Regions from separate parts of the Mus musculus genome. Here region 1 is linked to region 2. A link is a contact called in public HiChIP or PLAC-seq data. All regions are on one chromosome and are shown on one strand. Each heading gives the region's core, a stretch centred on a gene start, on an enhancer-like site or on the middle of the called end of the contact. The rest is flanking DNA. Distances are from core to core; before and after follow the strand shown. Region 1 holds the start of Plut (PDX1 associated lncRNA, upregulator of transcription). Region 2 has its middle 4.6 kb from the start of Gm34994.

Region 1 (6,036 bases), core at 1,307-3,806, 120 kb before region 2:
TCTACTTAAGGATATGCCTTAAATGCAAAATTTTAAACAAACGTTCTGATGTTGACCCAGTTCAGTTCAGTCTGATTACTATCTCATCCTCATAGGTATATATATATCCAAGAAACATTTCTAGAATAAGCTTTTACCACAATTAATGCTAATTTCCTCTTTATTCCCTGTTTCATTAAAACAATGCTAAGCTCAACATGTTAACTTATTTTACTGGTGGCGAGGTCTTTAATTCTGGTTCTCTGGAGGCAGAAGCAGGGGGAGGCAGCCCCGGAGGCGAGCTTGGTTGCCTAGCTAGCTCCAGGTCAGCAACAGCAACGTAAATGAGTCTCAAAAATAATTTTAAGTGAATGTAACAACTCACTAATAGATGCAGACTACAGTTTGAAAGGCTATGGTGCTCTCTTTAAGTTATGGACATATTTTGTTATAGCTTTTATTTATTTGTTATATCATCTTTATGCTTTACGTCTTTATTATTGTTGTGTGTAGAATATGCTTGTCAGAACACGGCAGTGAGCACAGGGAGGTGGGGAACACCTTTAGGGATTTGGTTCTCTCCTTTTATTTTAGGTTCTGTGGATTGAATTAAAGCCCTAAAGCTTGAAAGGGAACGTGTTGGTTTTTTTTTTTTTTCGTTTTGGTACATTTGTTTGTTTGTTTCAAATAGTCATCTTCCTGGGCTTGTATATTATTTTTAATAAAGTTATAATGAACTCTAACTGAGTGTTAATTGTTACTGTGATTTCAATTAGCCCTCTGCCTCTGAGAAGAAGAAATTCTGTTTTGGGAAAGGTCGTGCTTAGCAGGAAAAGACCACAAATGTTGCTGAGGCCAGATCTATCCTGAACCAGAGCCACTCTGAGAAGGGACGGATGGCTCACCAAAGGGCTTGCCCGTGCTTGCTGCAAACCCGCATCTAAAGCAAGCAACAGACCCAAGTCACCGGGAAATCAGCGAAGCCAACCAGTGTTTCCCAGGTCTGGGTCCTTTCTTCCCAGCTCGGTAGAGCGTCTACTGCACTGGACTGTGTGTGGATGCAGGATGGAAGGCTCTCCAGCAAAGCCCAGTGGAAGAGACTGAGGCCGACTTGATTCAGGACAGGGGTGAGAGACAGTTTCCAAAGAGCTGAAAGGTGAATGAGTGTGTTGAGGGCAAGGGATTAATCTTCAGGATGGAATCTGCTCCCCGGGTCTTCCCCCAGGTACTGGGGAGGCACTAGAAGCTGAAGTGAAGTCCCCAGACCACTCTTTGGAAAGCAGTTTGTGTCCTCAGGAACACAAACCTGTGTCCCCAAACCACACAGGCCTTTCCTGGTGTAGGAAAGGAAAGATACCTAACCTTAAAGAGACATCTTAAATGCCAACAACTGGCAGATTCTTCCAACTACTGCCCTCAGCTGCCTACTTTGCCAAGCCCTAATGAAAGACTATAGGGAACCTGTGCTCAGCTAGAGGAAGCCACGGGTGGGAATTAAAGTTAGAATCTGCTGGTGAGATGTTCAGAGTGCTCGATCTGACTTTTCTGGGGCTCAGTAGAACTCACCAGTAGGGATTATGAAGTTCTTTTAAGTCCAATTATTTATAAGCGGTTATTGCCATTAGCATTCATAGTCCTACTATAAGCCCTTCAGCCATTAAGCCCTTTCCAGGGGTTGTGAACCGACGAAGCACACGCAGGTGGGTTCGCTAAACCTTGCAGTCCTTCTGAAGTGGGGCCGGCTGGAGCTCTTTGCAGGTTTCTACAGGGAGAAGAGAGGGGTAGTCTGCCTCGAGTCCTGCTTGCTGATGGTCAGAAAGGATCCGCAAAGGATCCTGGTACCCAGATCTCACAGTCAGGAGGGGTCTCCAAAGTGTTCACCAAACATAGGAAAGGCTTTCTGCTTCCTCTGCTCAGATTTAACTCCCTGGCTTGTTCCTACCCTAGCCCAGAGCAGGAGTGGATAGCCAGAAAGAATCAATCTCCGGGGCTCTGCTTCGTGGTTCCTTGGCAAGGAACCCCCTTTAGGTGGAGGGTCTGTCTTTGGGCAGCCCAATGGCCAGGTCTCAGCGCCCTTTGGTCTTGGCCTTGAGAGGCCTCTGCTGCGGCCTACCTGCTCCAGCTGCTTGGAATTGCTCAGAGGTGGAGGATCTCCCCAGCAAGAGTTTGGGCCTGTTTTAAGTCAGGGTTTTTTGTTTTGTTTTGTTTTTTTTTTTTGTTTTGTTTTTTTTTTTTTTTTTTTGTTTTTTTCCTCGGTGAGAAAATGAACTAGCTAAAGGAGCCTTCCCCCTTCTTTTTCCACCCTTGAATCCTTGGTGAACCTCGTTACCCCCATACTCTCTCGGAGCTTTGCTTGGCTGCTCCTGGGATAGTGTCAGACCAGGCGCCTTAGGACCGGAGGACAACGTTGAGAATTCTCAGGGGATGGCAACTCCAGCGTCTTAACCCTTCGCTCCTGCTCCCGACAGTCAGTCGGAAAGCAAAAGAAAGAGCAGCTATTTGCAGTCCAGGTGTGACCAGAAGTGGCTGTAGACCGGAAGAGATAACATTGTGGAGCGGCGGGCACAGGCCCCCACACGAATTGGCTGCCAGCATCCGGCGGGAAGGGACCTAGGGCTTGCTCCGCTTCGCCTCTGCTGGAAGGAAGGACTTTATCACAAAGCAGGCGCCTAGGGCTAAGGAAAGCCAGGGTGTCTTGCTTCTTTGAGCCGGACAGCAGGGAGGAGGCCCCTTCTTCTGCATATTTGCTTCCTGGGACGCGGCTCCAGAGAGGACCCTTCAAACACGTTGGGTTGGTTCAAAAAGAATTGGCACCCCAGAGACCTCTGCCAACTGCCAGACTCCGAGAGAGTGAACCACCTGCCTTTCAACCCTCCCGGTGAGCACCTCGCGTTGGTACAGCCTCTCCCTGTTCACCCCCACCCCTCATCCTACTCCAGGGCCTACCTGGATGGACGCAATTTTCCTTTCCCTTCTTCCTGTGTTTCTCCTACTCCTACTGCCCCTAGGAGGCCCCGTTTCTCTAATAAGGCCACTAGGATAGAGCCGGGAAGTGAAGGGGCCTAGGGTTTCCAAGGGACTCCATCATCAGAGACATCTTGCATAACTTGCTTGGGGCCCTTGGGGTCCGGGAGTCCAGGTTCCTCTCTGCAGAAAGATCCAGAGAGTTCGGGAGTTCTGAGCCTGGCTAGGCCTCTTCTTTCTCCAGCGTGGGAGTTGGCTCCCAGGGTAAGAAAGGCTCAGGACAAGCGCAAGGAGGGAAGAGTGTTGAATGGAGAACAAGCTGCCAACATGAGTGGACTTACTGGCTTGCATAGACTTTATTCTAAGCCTGCATTATCCTTGCGGGTTTCAGAGGAACTTGTGAGAAAAGGCCCGGGGGAGTTCTTGAAGGCAGTAGCAGCCAAGTCCAGACTAGGGAAAGAGAAAGGGAGAAAGAGCCAGGCTTACCTGCCCACTGGCCTTTCCACGCGTGAGCTTTGGTGGATTTCATCCACGGGAAAGGGAGCTGGACGCGGTTGGGCTCTTCCAGGCCCCCAGGCTCGGTTCCATTCGGGAAAGGTCCGGGAGGTGGATGGGCGAGCCCGAGCTGAGCTGGAAGGTGGTGGTGGAGGTGAGCGCCAGCCGGGTCGTCGGAGGCGAGCGGGGGCACTTCGTATGGGGAGATGTCCGGAGGACTTCCCTGCTCCAGTGATCCCAGCGAGCTTGTAAACTGGGGTGGCGGCGGAGGTGGGGGCTGGCGGCCCATGTACAGGCACGCAGGGGGGTTAGCGCTGAACTCTGGCACCGGGCCCCTCTGGAATGCGCACGGGTCCTTGTAGAGCTGTGTGGCCGCGTAGTACTGCTCCTCACTGTTCATGGTGGCAGCCGGCACTTGGGGGCCAGCAGCCCCGGGTCGGAGCTACAAGCCAGGCCTTAGGCGCTGGGTGGCTCGCGGACTCTCTACGCCACCCCAGATCGCTTTGACAGTTCTCCACTGCTCTCCTGGGGAACCAGAGGCTGGCTGGGGACAAGCCGGCCGCCGTGCCATAGGCTCTGGGGCACCCCACGTGGTTTACCCTGGAGCCATCATTGGCCTGGAGGACTGCCTTAAGAAGGAGGCTTAGGTGCCCGCGAACACCTGCACTTGTTTCAATTTTCTCTCTCAGTCGCCTGATCCCTGCTTGCTGCTGTGGAGCTCTCCAAAACGGGGCGCACAAAAATACCAGAACCTTTACTCTTTACAAAACCGCTCCCAATGAGCTTAAAAAAAAAGTCTACATCTCCTCTTCCCCCTCGCTATGTTTTTTGTTTGTTTTTGGTTTTGTTTTAAGACAGGGGGTGGAGGTCTAATTTTGTAGCCTGGCTGGCCTGCAACTCAAGATGTAGTCCAGGCTGGCTTCAAACTCCTTTTCCTCCCCAGTTCTGGGGTTGCAGGTGTAAGGCACAGCGTCTAACTTTTAATTTTCTTGTATTTTTGTATAATGTATGTAAATATCAGCTCAATAATATGACTTGCAAAACGTTAGGGTGCAACTGTTGAAAAATACAGTTTTTGAGAAATGCTTGCAGAACTCAGCGCTGTAAGCCTGAAGCTGTCGTTTTTTGTTTTATTGCTCAAACTATCCCTTTATTTCGTTTTATTTTTATCTGTATCTGCGTTCCCTATACTTCTAGCCTTCTGACTGTTAGGTCTGGGGGGGGGGGAATCACAGTGGCTTATGTTTTTTCTTAAGTTGAAGTTATTAGATTTAATTTTGGGGATTGGAACTTATTTGATTAACTCAGAACACACTCCCAAATGTGCGGAAGGCACAGAGAAGTGTTGCCTTTGTGGTTGAGCAGTTGGGCAAGGGGTTGGCACCGGGTTTTCAGATCTGTGACCATCCTGGCGTCTTTAGTGGAATTTCTAGTCTCTAGTCGTCCCGTCCCCCCCCCCCCGCACAGAAAACCCATTTTTCATGTTGTTGAAACAGGGCAGGCAGCTGGGCAAGGCTGTGGGGTGCGCAGAAATCGCGATTAAAATGCTGCATATTGAGGATGTCTGTGCCTGGCCTCCATCTGTCAGATACTCTGGATACTGGGGGTGAGGGGGGCGCAGCCTTTAAGTCAGTTACTTTAATGTGGGTGTGCACAGCGCTGGCAAGGATAGACTAACTGCCAGTGATCACCGTGTTTCTTGTCTGGAGTTGATATGACCCAGGCTGCTGACTCATAAGTTGCTTGCTCTGCCTCTGACCTGGTCCTCCAAGGACACTGGAAGATTTTTGGAGAATTTGGACCTCTTTGCGCCTTGCAGAGGGCCTCTGTAAATGAAGGTGTTCGGTAGCAACCAAGAGGAAAGAAATCTGTATAGCCCAACTCCCTCTCCACCAAACTATACACTCAGATATACACTTTTGCAAAGTTTTAATAATTTTTCTCCTAGTAGAAAATGTGTTTTAAATGCATTCAGATGGAACGAGCTATTCTGAACATCAACTATTAAACGCAAAAAAAAATATTAGGAGTTTTGAACTCTGAAAATACTTTCCCTCTTGGGATCACCGAGGGAACTCTGGTCAGAGGGGAGAGTGTCTCTGATTTCTTCAGGGAAAAGAGCCACCTGTGCCCGTCAAGGGGCCTGGGAGTGAAAGGCCGGGGCACCCGTGCACCTAATCTCTACAGGCCTGCCTCAATGAGTCCATTGTTCAGGGTGGCCGCCAGGGACTCGATGCTATCTCCTCGGCCGCGAGTGGCCATATCGATCGGAAGAAAAGGGCCCGAGGGTGGGGGTGGATCAGCGGCAAGGTGTTGACCCTCACAGATAATCTACCTAGTGGCCACGGGTTGACTTGGTGACACGGTTATGAGCGAGACTTGGGACAAAGATAGGGACCTTCCTTCACCTGGTCACCCCCTTAGGGATAGACCCCCTGCTGTTCCCTCGAGCCCCACCCCTGAGCAGCCTGCCTAACCCACACCCCAGGATGTTTGCTTAGCACTTCTGGTCTAATTGCATGCATTTTGGTAAATTGGCTTCCATCTCGACGCTTCATTTATTCCCATTTAATATTTTTGCTGTGCTTTGCAAAAAGA
Region 2 (5,650 bases), core at 626-3,125:
CAGTGTTAGTTACCTTTCCCTTCCATGACCAGAAGCAACCGACAGCAGACAGTTTGTTAGGGTTTCCGGGATAACAGTCTATCACAGTATGGAAGCAGAAGCGGAAGCAGAAGACTGGAGGCGACTGGCAGGTGTGAGGTCTTGAGACCTGGGAATTCTAGTCTTCAAACAGAAGCAGGAAGCAGAGAGAGCAAATTGAAGTAAACACAGCTTTTTACTCTCAAAACCCACCTCCAGTGGCATATTTACCTCGACAAGGCTGTTGGGCTTCTCAGAGTGTCCCCAACTGGGAACCAAGTATTCAAATACCCGAGCCTATGGAGGGGACCTGTCTCATTTGAAATCACCAGAGCTAGTAAGGCACTGTATCTGACCCAGTGTTGTCCACTTGCTTTACAATGTCTCTTTGGGTTGAGGGCATAGCTCAGTGGGAACAATGTTTCTTTGGGCTGAGGGCATAGCTCAGTGGGAGCAAAGTTTCCTTGGGCTGAGCACATAGCTCAGTGGTAGAGCACCTGCCTAGCAGGTTTGAAGCCTTTGACTTCTAACCTAAGAACTGCAAAAGAAATTTCCGGGCTTTTGAAGATGTCTGGAGTGTTAGGAACCAGGTCCACCCTCACCCACCTTCAGCAACTCAGTTCCAGCAGCCACATCGTCACCTACCGCCAAATGCCATACATTTCTGTTGTCACCACATATATAGCCTTATATACACATATATACATACACATCTATGGATTTACTTCATTTTGTGCTCCCCCTACAACCTCACTCCCCCACCCCCCTACCCCCCCCAACCCACCCCCGCGCAATAAATCTCTCCCCTGAGATCTGTTGCATGGAGTGGCTTTGTGGCATTCCTTGGCCCCAACCCACCAAAACCCTTACAAGGAGTGCATTTGCAAGGACCCCCAACCCCTTACCACATGCAGATCCTAGCACTTCCTCCTCCTCCATGCAATCTGGAATCTAGGAGCCACACCCTTTGTTTACATATAGTTAAGTTACCACTAACCAAACCTTCCTGAAATGCTCTCTCCCTCTGAACTCCCGGCAACACCCAGTGAGACTGGGTTCTGATCTACTGCATTTTATTTGTGGGCCAACCAGAGAGTCACAAAGAGTAGTGACTTCTTCCCCCTCATAGACTTTATCCCCTCTCCCCTCATTCTTAGTTTCAAAGATAAATAGCTCTTGTTCCTTATGTGGCATTCTCTTACAGTGGGACCTCCCAACCTCAGCAACAAATATCCACAAATACTGAAGCCACAACCCAAGGAGGGCCTCCAACAAGCGAGGCTGCTGATGCGGTGTGTTTTCACATATGGTTAATGGGTAGCGTGCTTTATAACCTACGCGTGCTTTTTAGAAGATAAACCAAGGAAATCTGTGCCAGGCAACACATCAGGGCATGAGTCCCTGGGCCACCAACATCTCTGAGAAGCTGGTCCAGGTAGCCCCCAAATCCCAGAATCACCCAGACCTACATCCTCCTCTCAGATCTCCACTTTCCAGCATCCCCAAGAACTTGACTTTAGAAATTCCACGCACGCTCTGAACCTCCTCCAGCACCGGGTGTCTCTCTGTACTCAGAGGCCGGGCAGCTGAGGGGGAGGGGGGACTCAGGAGGGGGGCGTCATAGAGTGGAAGGATACAAACTTGGGAAATAAACATTTTTTGGGAACCCTCCAGATTGTCTTAGAATCAGCGGGACTCATGAGCCAGCCACAATAGGTTCACTTTCATGTGGGTGCAGAAGCAGGCAAGACTTCCAGGCAAAAAGTGTGAATGTGAATTTAGCTAGTTTTGGATAAAGCCGCCTTTCAGCGTCACTACACAGCGTGAATGCAGGCGCGGTGGAGTTACAACTTAATGAGCTGAGGGGAAGTGCACAGGGTCAGGCCTCATCTCCCAGCCTCTGTCATGCTAATCAGCTAGGCAGCCTGCATCTGAAAAACTGCTGGAATTTTTATTTGCATTTCATTTGCTTGGAAGGAAGTTGACCCAGATGGTCCACAAAGGCCCTAGGAGGCTGGCAAGCAGTGTGGAGGCTGCACACTTCTCCGAGGGCCTGCCCTTGTCTGCCCATCCCTCTTTGAGCGGAGGGCATAAAAGATTAAAACAGCGGAAGGGAATTGATTTCATGATTTTTAGATAATTTCCCCAAGATTTTAGAAAGGACCTCCAAAAAACCTAATTTAATCAGCCAGGAGCTCAATAGTAATTACAGGGAAGAAAAGCTGGGGTAATGAAAGAGGTGGAAAGGATTTTTTGCTGTTGCCAGTGGGAACCTTTTTCTTAATAGGATAAGCCCAAAAACTAAACGATGTTAATAGCATCAAGCACCGGCGGCCAGAGCCCACGGCTGGCGCCTCAGTGAGTGGATGATGGATTGCCCAAGCCACTGCTCTCGCCAAGGGGAGCTCCGACAGTTGGCCACAGAGGTGATCTGCCTGGCATTTCCATAAGCGATTGCCTGCATCTCAGAGCTTGGGGGTCTGTGAGCTAGTCTGGGGTTTTGTCTCTACAAAGTCCCTTCAGTGGAGGGCGGCTCAGTCCTATCCAGGTAAGACGTTTACCTCAGCACTAGCCTTGATGACATAGTTTTTGAGAGCTTTCGGTGTCTAAATCAGGGCTGTGTCTTCTGTCGGCTGTGTGACCTGGGCGGGGAGTGGGGGGGGGGGGGAGGGGGTGATTAGCCTTACTTCATTTCCATGCACAGAGACTCCAGAGTTAGGATACTATTTGGTCTCCATTCCAAGTACGAAGGCACAGAGCTGCAAATGGCTGTCCTACTGATATGGTATAGGGCCAGGCACCCAGAGGAGAATACAAATGCCTTTACAGAAGTTTTTAAGGGGTCTGGAGAGAGGGCTTTGTGATTAAGAGCACTGGCTGCTCTTCTAGAAGCCCTGGGTTTGGGATTCCCAGAACCTTCGTAGGAGCTCACAACTGTCTGGCACTCTCTTCTGGCCTTCTAGGACATCAGGCAATCACGTCGTACACACATATAAAAGCAGGCAAAACATACATTCATATAATGTGTGTGTGTGTGTGTGTGTGTGTGTGTGTTTATACATGCAGGTTTACCACAGTGATCAAATGAAGATCAGAGAACACCTTGTGGGAATCATTCCTACCATGTTGCCAGTCCATTGATCAAAGCAGATGTCAGTCAGTGTAAAACACTCCTTACTTAGCATATAGTGGACACAGCAACCAACTGGAAACAAATATTCAGTTCCTACGAGGTAGTGAGAGAAGTAAAGCCTGGATCCCCTTGTTCTTCATGGGGTTCAGGGCTCCAGGAACCTGATAATCGGCATCCCCTTTGCAGGTTGCAGTAGTTTGAATGAGATGTCCCCCCACGGTCTTGTATACTTGGTCCCCAGTTGATGCCACTGTTTGGGGAGGCTTTGGAAGTGTGGTCCTGTTGAAGGAAGTATGTCACGTGTATTGGCTGGTTTTGTGTGTCAACTTGACCCAACTTAGAGCCATCCGAGAGGTACGAGCCTCAGTTGAGGAAATGCCTCCATGAGGTCCAGCTGTAAGGCCTTTTCTCAATTAGTGATCAGTGTGGGAGGTCCCAGCCCAGGATGGGTGGTGCCATCCCTGGACTGGTGGTCCTGGGTTCTATAAAAAGACAGGCTGAGCAAGCCAGGGGAAGCAAGCCAGTAAGCAACACTCCTCCACGGCCTCCGCATCAGCTCCTGCCTCCAGGTTCCTGCCTGCTTGAGTTCCAGTCCTGACTTTCTTTGCTGATGAACAGCAAAGTGGAAGTGTAAGCTGAATTAACCCTTCCCTCCCAGCTTGCTTTTTTGGTTATGGTGTTTCATTGCAGCAATAGAAACCCTAACTAGGACATCCCTGGAGGTAGTCTTTGAAAGTTTAACTCTTGGGCCTTTAGAACGAGCTCTTGCTGAGGCCTCATTGCAACGGACATTTGCAAATAAATCTGTCTGAGCAAAGTGGTATACTGTGTGACATCCCAATGTGGCTGGCACGTTGCAGCTTCCATTGCAAGATGGGCCTTTCCTATTTATTTTATTTTATTTTGGAGGAAAGTTATAAGGGTGGATGGTGGATATGGAAGGTCTGGGAAATGAACAGGATTGGGGTGCATGGTATCAAGTTCACAAAAGCATGGATAAAAAAATTATGCTTAAAAAAAAGCATTAACTCTTCTGTGTATTGAAGATGTGAGCCCTGAGCTTTTGCTCCAACCACCATACTTGCTGGCCCTGCTCTGCCATCATGGACACTTAGCTCCCCGGGAACCATAAGCCCAAATAAACTCACTCTTCCAATAAGTTGCCTTGGTCAAGGCGTTTTCTCACAGCAACAGAAAACAGCACAGCTGTGGGGATTGGCGCACCAGACTTTCTCTCCACCAAATACCAATGGCGCAAAGAAAACCAACCCCAAATAAATTTTTTGTAGCTTTCTAAGGATGTGTGTTCATAGTGTTTCAGTGTTCTAAACTAGCAGTGCAGGAGAAGCTGTCACCCCAGTACCTTGGGGGACCAGAGTCTGTCCTACAAAGATCATTTCCCTCCTGGAAAGCTGGCTGGAGGAAGTGGGAAGGAAGGTGTGTGAGGATGGGAGGGAGTGAAGTCCTTCCTTCCTGTCTCTAGAAAGGGAGCCTGGCCAATGAGAAAACGAATCCCATCTGGGGCAGCTGGGCTCCCCACAGAGTCCACAACAGGATTTGAAGCAGTAGACACCTCCCCAGATTTCTGTGCTGCGGTTTTAAGCCCTGAGGTGAGGCTATCAGGAGGCTGGGCCTTTAAGAAGTGATCAGCTCTTGAGAGTGGAGCCCTCTGGAATGGACTGATAGAAAGACATTCCAGAAGTTTCTCCTGCTCTCTCTCTCTGTAACATGAGGTTACAGGAGGACCTCAGAGCCCTCTTAATACAGTTGATCTGAGATATTCCAGAACACTGACAAGCTACATTTAATTATTCATGGATTGATGGGTACAACCCACTCAGTGACAGCCGTTGGGATGGGTTAAATCTGTCTTAGCCACAGAGGGCTCCAGTGGGGACTGACTCCTCGGGATCCTGAAGAGAAGGAAGGACAGACACCACGGGGCAAATTCCCTGAGCTCCTTCTGCTCTCACGCTGTGCACAGTTAACAATAGGGTATTTCTGTGTGTCACAGAGAGGCTGCGGATGCTGCAGACCAGCCCACAACACACAGCACAGTCCTGCCTCTCCCGGTAAGGGGTTATCTGGCATCACATGCCATCTGTGCCGAGGCTGAGGCAGAGGCAGGTCTTTCAGGAAAGGCTTCTGACTCTTGCACACACAATTGTAAAACCTCACTGGCATTGGTTATAGTGATAGCTAGGTGGTAACATTGGCAAAGGAAGGCTGACAGATGGGTTACTTGCTTCATTGCAGGCCCAAGTATATAGGATGAAATTTAAAAGGGGCAGATTGTTTTTAAAAACCTGGCTAGCTCTCAAATAATTGAGATGGAGACTTCCTCAACAAGCTTTAAGCACAATAACTGAGCATATATTCCTAACCCTCTATGCCATCTTAACTATTTCTCACCCACATGCCCCAAGTTACTTGCTTTTTAAATCTTTCCTTGGCTTGCTCTGCTGAAGGTGTCTGTCCTCATGGAGAACTCCCTTGGCG

What was found. HiChIP or PLAC-seq counts read pairs in DNA pulled down with a chosen protein or histone mark.
Region 1: an H3K4me3 HiChIP or PLAC-seq map of stem cell-derived neural progenitor cells shows a contact between it and region 2, with 2.6 times the contacts expected there. The contact joins the promoter of Plut here to the enhancer-like site in region 2. A contact is called at or near these places in 1 of 484 Hi-C or Micro-C datasets (embryonic stem cells), 5 of 115 datasets of contacts at active chromatin or transcription factors (embryonic stem cells, pancreatic cancer cells and stem cell-derived neural progenitor cells) and 2 of 9 other capture datasets (embryonic trunk and pancreatic islet).

The regions. Positions count from the first base shown.
Region 1 is chr5:147,268,041-147,274,076 of GRCm38.p6, reverse strand. Plut (PDX1 associated lncRNA, upregulator of transcription) reads left to right here and starts at 2,556. Exons shown (of 6, transcript NR_038157.1): 1 at 2,556-2,857. It overlaps Pdx1 (pancreatic and duodenal homeobox 1), which reads right to left and starts at 3,980. Exons shown (of 2, transcript NM_008814.4): 1 at 3,430-3,980. The coding sequence starts at 3,838.
Region 2 is chr5:147,151,911-147,157,560 of GRCm38.p6, reverse strand. No RefSeq gene overlaps it. Among named protein-coding and RNA genes, the nearest start is that of Gm34994, 4.6 kb to the left of the region's middle. Within about 2 kb of position 1,875, at least 47 of the 459 cell types and tissues checked have an H3K27ac peak or open chromatin away from gene starts, as enhancers often do. A contact at or near this core is called in embryonic stem cells and stem cell-derived neural progenitor cells, where this site is marked.